3 separate regions of the Mus musculus genome follow, and all the other regions are linked to region 3. A link is a contact called in public HiChIP or PLAC-seq data. All regions are on one chromosome and are shown on one strand. The core of a region is the stretch at or near the end of the contact, and the rest is flanking DNA. Distances in the headings are between cores, read along the strand shown.

Region 1 (2,700 bases), core at 162-2,661, 220 kb after region 3:
CTGGTTTTGTGTATCAACTTGACACAGGCTGGAGTTATCACAGAGAAAGAAGCGTCAGTTGGGGAAGTGCCTCCATGAGATCCAGCTGTGGGGCATTTTCTCAATTAGTGATCAAGTGGGGAGGGCCCATTGTGGGTGGTGCCATCCCTGGGATGGTAGTCTTGGGTTCTATAAGAAAGCAAGTTGAGCATGCCAGGGGAAGCAAGCCAATAAATATCATCCCTCCATGGCCCCTGCATCAGCTCCTGCTTCCTGACCTGCTTGAGTTCCAGTCCTGACTTCCTTTGGGGATGAGCAGCAGTGTGGAAGTGTAAGCCGAATAAACCCTTTCCTCCCCAACTTGCTTCTTGGTCGTGATGTTTGTGCAGGAATAGAAACCCTGACTAAGACAGTGGCAATATGTAAAGTGTTTGTTGCAGTTTTACTCTTAATCCAACTAACTCCTAAATAATTGAGATCGGACTATTATATTGATTTAACAAGCTTTAAGGGCAAAACAATTGAGCAGTACCAGTCTATTATAATCCTCTAAATTAATCCGGCTATGCCCCAGTTATACTTGCATTTTAGTACTGATCTGCTCCCTGGGCTCCAGGTCTTTCTGCATGTCTCCTGGACTGTCTCCTCGTGGTGAACCCCCACTTCCTTTCTCTGTCTCCCTGTCCCTAGCTGGGAGGAAGTCCAGTCCTATTTTCTCCCCGACTCAGTCATTGACTGATCAGCTTCTTTATTGACCAATCAGGGAATAATTGGGTAGCAATGTTTTGCAACCTGATATGGGGGCACAGAAATCAGCATTTGAACAATACAATGACAATCTTTACACACTGCACAGTAACATTATGTCTATATAAACCCCTCTATAGCAACTAGCCATTCAGTCTTTGCTACCACTACTGAATCTCTGGCTGTGAGATACTCGAGGGGCCTGAGATCCATCTCCTAATTGGACAGTGGAGCTTTGGGAACAAGCCTCGGGTCATTGTGCAGAGAGGGTGGGCAGCCAGGACAAGCTGCTAAAGGAAGGAGGGATGCTTCCCAGCCTGTACCTCCCAGTTCCCCTTCTTCCCTATGCCCTAGAACCATCCCCAACTCCACCAATATCATCAGCCTCAGGGGAAGCTCTGGGGGCTCTGGAGGGAGCAAATGCATTTTCACTGGGCAAAAAATGTCACTCAAAGGCCAAGGTTAGTAGAGAAGGAGGAGAGGTGGTCAGGCCCTGAACTGGTGAATGTGGGAGAGGCCATCTTTGGTCTCAGGAGTAGGTCTGGGTGGTAAGTAGCTGATACTCAAGGGTCCTGACAGTGCCTGGGTCTGAAGCTCTTCCTCCTGAGGCAGCCACTTTCCTGGCCTCACCCCTGCTTCCGCTGGGGCTTCCTCAGGGCCTTGCATCTCTTAGTTCCTCAAAGCAGAGCCTGGAGAGACAGTTTTAGCTGGACATGCTGCTGTTGCTGCTGCTGCTGCTGCTCTGGGGGATAAAGGGTGTGGAGGGTCAGAACCCCCAAGAGGTTTTCACCCTGAATGTGGAAAGGAAGGTGGTGGTGCAGGAGGGCCTGTGTGTCCTTGTGCCCTGTAACTTCTCCTATCTCAAGAAGAGGTTGACTGACTGGACTGACTCAGACCCAGTTCATGGATTCTGGTACAGGGAAGGAACCGACAGACGCAAAGATTCCATCGTGGCCACAAATAACCCAATTCGTAAAGCAGTGAAGGAAACCCGGAATCGATTCTTCCTGCTCGGAGACCCTTGGAGGAATGACTGCTCCCTGAACATCAGAGAGATCAGAAAGAAGGATGCGGGGTTATACTTCTTTCGCCTGGAGCGTGGAAAAACAAAGTATAATTACATGTGGGACAAGATGACTCTGGTTGTAACAGGTCAGACATGGTCTGCAAAGATGCCATGGGTTGGGAGCAGTGTACGAGATCATGCCTCAGGGCAGGGCTGGGATAGAACTCTGTCCTGGGAGCAGCTGGGTTTGAGCATCAGGGCTCAGGGGAGGAGCTGGATCAGAGCCGGGGCTTCCTCTGAAGCTGCACCTGATCCCATCCTGATGCTCCATTTCTCCCCTTTCCTCACCAGCCCTCACTAACACCCCCCAAATTCTTCTCCCGGAGACGCTTGAAGCTGGCCATCCCAGCAACCTGACCTGCTCTGTGCCTTGGGACTGTGGGTGGACGGCACCTCCCATCTTCTCCTGGACTGGTACCTCTGTGTCATTTTTGAGCACCAACACTACGGGTTCCTCAGTGCTAACCATCACCCCTCAGCCTCAGGACCATGGCACCAACCTCACTTGTCAGGTGACCCTGCCTGGAACTAATGTGTCCACAAGAATGACCATCCGTCTCAACGTGTCATGTGAGGCTGGGCTGGGATGCCTGTTTTTCTAGTACAAAGTGGTCCCCCAGGTGGGGTCAGGGTCTGGCCACTAGGTCCTAAAATCCTGATAAGGGTGCTTGTCAGGATGACGGCCCCCTGCCATACCCACCTAGGCACCTGCTGGGGACAGAGGGTGGTTGATGAGTTCACTGTGTCATTCTCTCTTAGATGCTCCAAAGAATCTGACTGTGACCATCTATCAAGGAGCTGACTCAGGTAGGTACCATCCTGGGTGGGGGATATAGCATCTCTTCTGTTCAGGAAGGCTGATTCTGCCTCACACTGGGCTCACCCTGGAGACAAGAGGTTCCTTGTTG
Region 2 (2,700 bases), core at 59-2,558, 230 kb before region 3:
TTAAAGCCTCTGGACAGAAGTGGAAACATAGTTAGATCAAGACAGGCCACTGTGAGGCAGAGAGGAGGAGCCAGCTGATGTGAGGTACTAGGGTTAGGCATTGGGGTCTTTGGGGTGTCCTGTAGAGAGTGGGAACTCGAGCTGTGCATTGGGGCTCTGATGAGATGGGACAGGAGCCTGCAGCACAGGGAGGGAGATATGAGAGGGAAGAGCAGGCCAAGGCATAACATTGGGAACAGAGGAAATCTTGGCAAGCCATGCATAGCTGCACTTCTCTGTAACCTAAGTACACAGCAGGCTGAGGCAGAGGGATTGCCAGGGATGAAGACAAGCCTGGGCTACATCATGAGACACTAACTCAGAACTTATTCCCAAGAGCTGGGCAAGCGATGGCTTGGCTGCTACAGGATTGGCCATGCAAGCATTAGGACCTTAGCTGAACCTTGCAGATCCCAGGAAAAGAGTCAGGTGTGATGCTGTGTGCCTGTAACCCCAGAGCTGGGTAGGTGGAATCAGGAGGATTCCCTTGAGTTTTGTAGAACAGTCATCTTAGCCTAAACAGAAGTCTCCATTCAGTGAGAGCCCCTGCCAATGTTGTGAGTGATTGAGGAAGATACTTGTTGTCCAAGCCTTGTGTCTGCCAATTGACCCCTTGTCCAAAAATGAGACTAAATAAAAAAGCTAGTGAGAAGTGACCCGGGCATTCTCTCCACACCAGAAATGGAGGGGGAACCCATCTGACCTTACAAGCCAATTTGAGTAGAGGGAGTTTTGGTAGAAACTGAACATCTTGGGAAGATGGGGCACCAGTTGTCAGGATGTGGAAAACATATCTGAAGGCTGGCAGCTGCTGGACAGCCTAAGGCTCTAGTGTGGGATTAGGCAAGCCTCTGACTCAGGGTTTGGGCTATGAGGCTGTAGGAAAAACAATGAACTGTAGGGAAATTTGAGGTCCTAAGTTTAGAAAGAGGGTGGGTTCCATAGAAAGACTGGAGAAGCCCAGAGACGGTCAGGTGTTGAGAAAAAGGAGATAGTTCTGGAAAGTGGGAGTGGACAGGGGTCTTTCCTGGGAGCAAGGACTGTGAAGGTCCGATCACTGCATAAGGCAGAGGAGGAGGAGGAGCAGGTGGTGCTCATGATGTAGCTGGGTTCAGGGGAGAGGGAAAAGGTATGGCCAGGGCCAATAGCATCAGGAGAGTCAGGGCTGTGACCCCTCCCCTTCCCGTATCTCACCAATCCCTCCTAGGGACAGGGTTAGGAACAGGATCAGGAACCTCATGGTAACAGGTGTCCAGGAGCTGCAGGAGGTGAGCTTGGAGCTGTGGAGGCTCCTCAGGGAGACTTTAAAAACCCTCATTCTCCCCCACAGCCCCACCCCTGTCCTGTGGCAGCCAAATGCTGACCAAAGCTCTTCCCTTGCTGACAGAGGTGGATTCCCTGCACTTACCCTCCCTGCTGTGGTAAGGGGCGGTCCTGTTGCACCTGATGTCCAGTAGGCCCTAGGTCACCCTGGATACCTTCCCAAGGATAAAATCGGGTGGGGCATGGACTTTTGTTTCTGGAGCTGTTAGTGTTCCAGGGACCTTAGCCAGATGTCAAGGTCGTGGCAATGGTGAATTGGTGTTAACGGAGGGTAGTGGAGCGAGTGCTGCCTAACCCACACCTCTAAGGAAGGTCCTGTACCTCAAGTCCAAGATTATCCCAGAAAGTTGCAGTTAGAACAGAGTCTTTGCACAAGTGGTAGCCTAGAGGGCTGCAAGCTCCCTGTAGATACAAATCCTTCCTTGGAGAATGCCAAAATGCTTCATTTTGGACTTGGAAGTTGGATCACTGATTTTACTTTTCCTATTAGGAGCTGAATTCCAGAAATTCAAATAACCTCATTAAAAATTGCTAAACAAAGAATTCTCAATCAAGGAATACTGAAAGACTGAGAAGTACTTGAAAAAATGTTGAGCATACTTAATCATCAGGGAAATGCAAATCAAAACAACCCTGAGATTCCACCTTACACCAGTCAGAATGGCTAGGATCAAAAATTCTGGTGACAGCAGATGCTGGCGAGGATGTGGAGAAAGAGGAACACTCCTCCATTGCTGGTGGGTTTGCAAGCTTATACAACCACTCTGGAAATCAGTCTGGAGGTTCCTCAGAAAACTGGACACTACTGGTAGATCCAGCAATACCTCTCCTGGGCATATACCCAGAAGATGTTCCAACTGGTAATAAGGATACATGTTATACTATGTTCATAGCAGCCCTTTTTATAATAGCCAGAAGGTGGAAAGAACCCATATGTCCCTCAACAGAGGAAATGGATACAGAAAATGTGATGCATTTACACAATGGAGTACTACTCAGCTATTAAAAACAATGAATTTATGAAATTCTTGGGCAAATGGATGTATCTGGAGGATATCATCCTGAGTGAGGTAACCCAATCACAAAAGAAGTCACTAGATATGCACTCACCAATAAGTGGATATTAGCCCAGAAACCTAAAATACCCAAGATACAACTTCCAAAACACAAGAAAATCAGGAAGATAGACCAACTCATGGATACTTCATTCCTCCCTAGAATAGGGAATAAAATATCCATGGAAGGAGTTGCAGAGACAAAGTTTAGAGCTAAGAAGAAAGGATGGACCATCCAGAGACTGTCCCACCTGGGTGTCCATCCCATAATCAGCCACCAAAC
Region 3 (2,700 bases), core at 66-2,565:
TAGTCTGGGAGCCAGGATCATCAGCACACTGGATGTAGGGTCATTTGTCAGGAAGACGGGTCAGCTTGGATTCTCAGGCTGATCTTCAGGACCCAGGAACCATTTCTCCCTCACACACAGTCACGACTTCAGGAGCTGTTCAGCTTTTGTGGCACGGCTGTGCTTCCATGCACCTCCCCTCAGGCACACCCAGCCACAGCCCATTCACCCAGGCAACATCTTTATCCCAGAGGGGGCTGGGAGGGAGTGCTGGCTTAGCATGCACAAAGTCTTGGGTTTGGATCCCAGCACTACAGCACCACGTAAACTGGGTATAGTGGTACATACCTATAACCCCAGCACTTAGGCAGAGGCAGAAGGATTGGAAATCTAAGGATGTTCTTGGCTGCTTAGTGAATTCACGGCCAGCCTGGACTAAGTAAGACTCTTAAAAAATAAATAAGTGGGTCAGGTATCAACTCTAGCACTCAGGGGCAGAGGCAGGCTGACTTCTGAAAGTTTGAGACTAGCCTGTTGTACATAGGGAGTTTAACGGAAAGAATCAACTAGTCACTCAGGAACTGGGCACAGATCCCGTCTTCCCCTTAGTGGTACCACTAAGACTGTCTCTCCTTCTCAGGACCTGTCACCCTTTACAGCCATGACCACACACAGTCACATCATACTGCCACATCAGAGAGTCAGAAACAGTAGGACACTGAGTCCTGCTGTTGGCTGACACTGTTCACTCGGGCACACACCATGACACACACACTCAGATACCTGTGACCTCAAGGATGAGGCACCCCAGGAACCAGCCCCAGGGGGTTCGTGCAGTGACCATCATGTTGGCTCCTGGAAATGAAGACAACAATGAATCTGGACGGTAGTCTTACTCCCTGCCTCCCCATGATCTCTCTCCCTTGCCTTTTTCATTTGTGGGATGTGACCGGATAGAAAGAGACAGAGAGAAGGGGGAAGAAGTAAAAGGGAGGAGGAAGAGAAGGAGGAGGAGGAGGGAGAAGCATCTATCTAGGGATGGGTGGGGGTGTGGAGAAATGGAGGCATAGATCTTCACTTAGGACAGATGAAAGACCCCGACAGGGCTTCACTTAGGACAGATAGAAGACCCTGACAGGGCATTCAAGAGACCTATCTGGTTGGAGGCAGTCTGAGAGGCAGAGATCAGAGCCAGAGGTTCAGAGAGGAATGCAGGGATGCTTCTAAACAGAGAGTGTGAGAGCAAGAGAGAGAGAGAGAGAATGTGTGTGTGTGTCTCACCTGCTGCTTCTGGGCTCCGAATTCTGCGGCTGAGCTGAGCTAAGCTGAGCTGGTTTGCTACCCACAGGGGCCCCTATGGGGCTTATAAGCTTCCTCAGCTGGGGCTGGCCTGCCCCCCAGGGGACACATTCCATACGTCAGATGCTGCAGGCTCCAGCTCAAAGCCTTCAGGCTGCCTCCAAGTCAGGTGGAGTCTGGGGCACAGGGAGGGAACAGTGTCCAGACCCCAGCCTCTCTGGCCTTTATTCTTCCCCCTCCCTTGCCCCCCCTCATGTTCTTTCATTCATCCTTTCCTTCTCTCAGGCTCATTTTACTCACTAAATGAAATTCCCCCTACCTCACTCCCGTAGTCTCCCTCTGTGTCCTTCTGTTCGTCCTCTGAAAACTGCCCCAGCACCAAATCCAGCTTGCATCTCGTACTTCCTTGGAAATCTTATCTGTGACCCACCTCTCCATCTCCTTTTCCCCATGCATAGGATCTGGGTAAGCATCACTCCATGCTCAGCCTGAATTCAGAGAACCCTGCACACAGATCCTCCCTCTGCAGATGTCCTAGTGCAGAGGCTCCTAGGAACGAGGGTGTGATGGAGGCACCCCTTAGTCAACAGCAATTGGCAGCTCTCATGCTTGGAATTCTAAATCAAGTCAGGAACTAGGAAGAGTGATCTCTCCATGTTCCTGGGACTCCGGTCCCGGTGATCAGGGGGAGAGATGTACAATCAAGAAGACAGAGGAATCAAGAGATAAATGGTAGTTGGTAGTGTCCGAGTCAGATGACTATGAGGAAGAGTGGGAACCAGACAAGTGAGGTTGCATCAGAAGACGTCTTGGCATTTGTCCGTGGATGACATTCCCATGGGAAGCAAGGCAGACAGGCAGCCTTCAGAAATGGCTTAGATATCAAGGTTCAGTGGTAGAGGAATTGACATGGCTTGCTTACTTTGTGAAATTGCTCTTGGTGAGGAGAGACAGAGGTAGGGATTGAAGGCTGGACCATGACTGGGAAAGCACTGAGATTCAAGTGGGAGATGCTGGGGTCCAGGAGGGAGATGCTGGGGTCTGGTGGGAGATGCTGAGGTCCAGGAGGGGGGATACTGGGGTCTGGTGAGAGATGCTGAGGTCCAGGAAAGGGATACTGGGGTCCAGGAGGGAGATGCTGAAGTCCAGGAGGGAGATGCTGGGGTCTGGTGGGAGATGCTAAGGTCCAGGAGGGAGATACTGGAGTCTAGGAGGGAGATGCTGGAGTCCAGGAGGGAGATGCTGAGGTCCAGGAGGGAGATGCTGAGGTCCAGGAGGGAGATGCTGGGGTCCAGGAGGGGGATGCTGAGGTCCAGGAGGGAGATGCTGGGGTCCAGGAGGGAGATGCTGGGGTCCAGGAGGGGGATGCTGGGGTCTGGTGGGAGATGCTGGAGTTCAGGAGGGAGATACTGGGGTTTGGTG

What was found. HiChIP or PLAC-seq counts read pairs in DNA pulled down with a chosen protein or histone mark.
Region 1: an H3K27ac HiChIP or PLAC-seq map of microglia shows a contact between it and region 3, with 8 times the contacts expected there. The contact joins the promoter of Siglece here to the promoter of Klk4 in region 3. A contact is called at or near these places in 3 of 39 promoter capture datasets (the C10 cell line, cranial neural crest and liver), 1 of 115 datasets of contacts at active chromatin or transcription factors (microglia) and 2 of 9 other capture datasets (adipose tissue and liver).
Region 2: a contact with region 3 is called in an H3K27ac HiChIP or PLAC-seq map of embryonic stem cells, with 3 times the contacts expected there. The contact joins the promoter of Klk1b22 here to the promoter of Klk4 in region 3. A contact is called at or near these places in 2 of 39 promoter capture datasets (embryonic stem cells and stem cell-derived epiblast-like cells) and 1 of 115 datasets of contacts at active chromatin or transcription factors (embryonic stem cells).

The regions. Positions count from the first base shown.
Region 1 is chr7:43,658,872-43,661,571 of GRCm38.p6, reverse strand. It overlaps Siglece (sialic acid binding Ig-like lectin E), which reads left to right and starts at 1,411. Exons shown (of 7, transcript NM_031181.2): 1 at 1,411-1,878; 2 at 2,084-2,362; 3 at 2,552-2,599. The coding sequence starts at 1,440.
Region 2 is chr7:44,111,281-44,113,980 of GRCm38.p6, reverse strand. It overlaps Klk1b22 (kallikrein 1-related peptidase b22), which reads right to left and starts at 1,308. Exons shown (of 5, transcript NM_010114.2): 1 at 1,234-1,308. The coding sequence starts at 1,279.
Region 3 is chr7:43,879,775-43,882,474 of GRCm38.p6, reverse strand. It overlaps Klk4 (kallikrein related-peptidase 4 (prostase, enamel matrix, prostate)), which reads right to left and starts at 1,315. Exons shown (of 6, transcript NM_019928.2): 1 at 1,261-1,315; 2 at 763-834. The coding sequence starts at 826.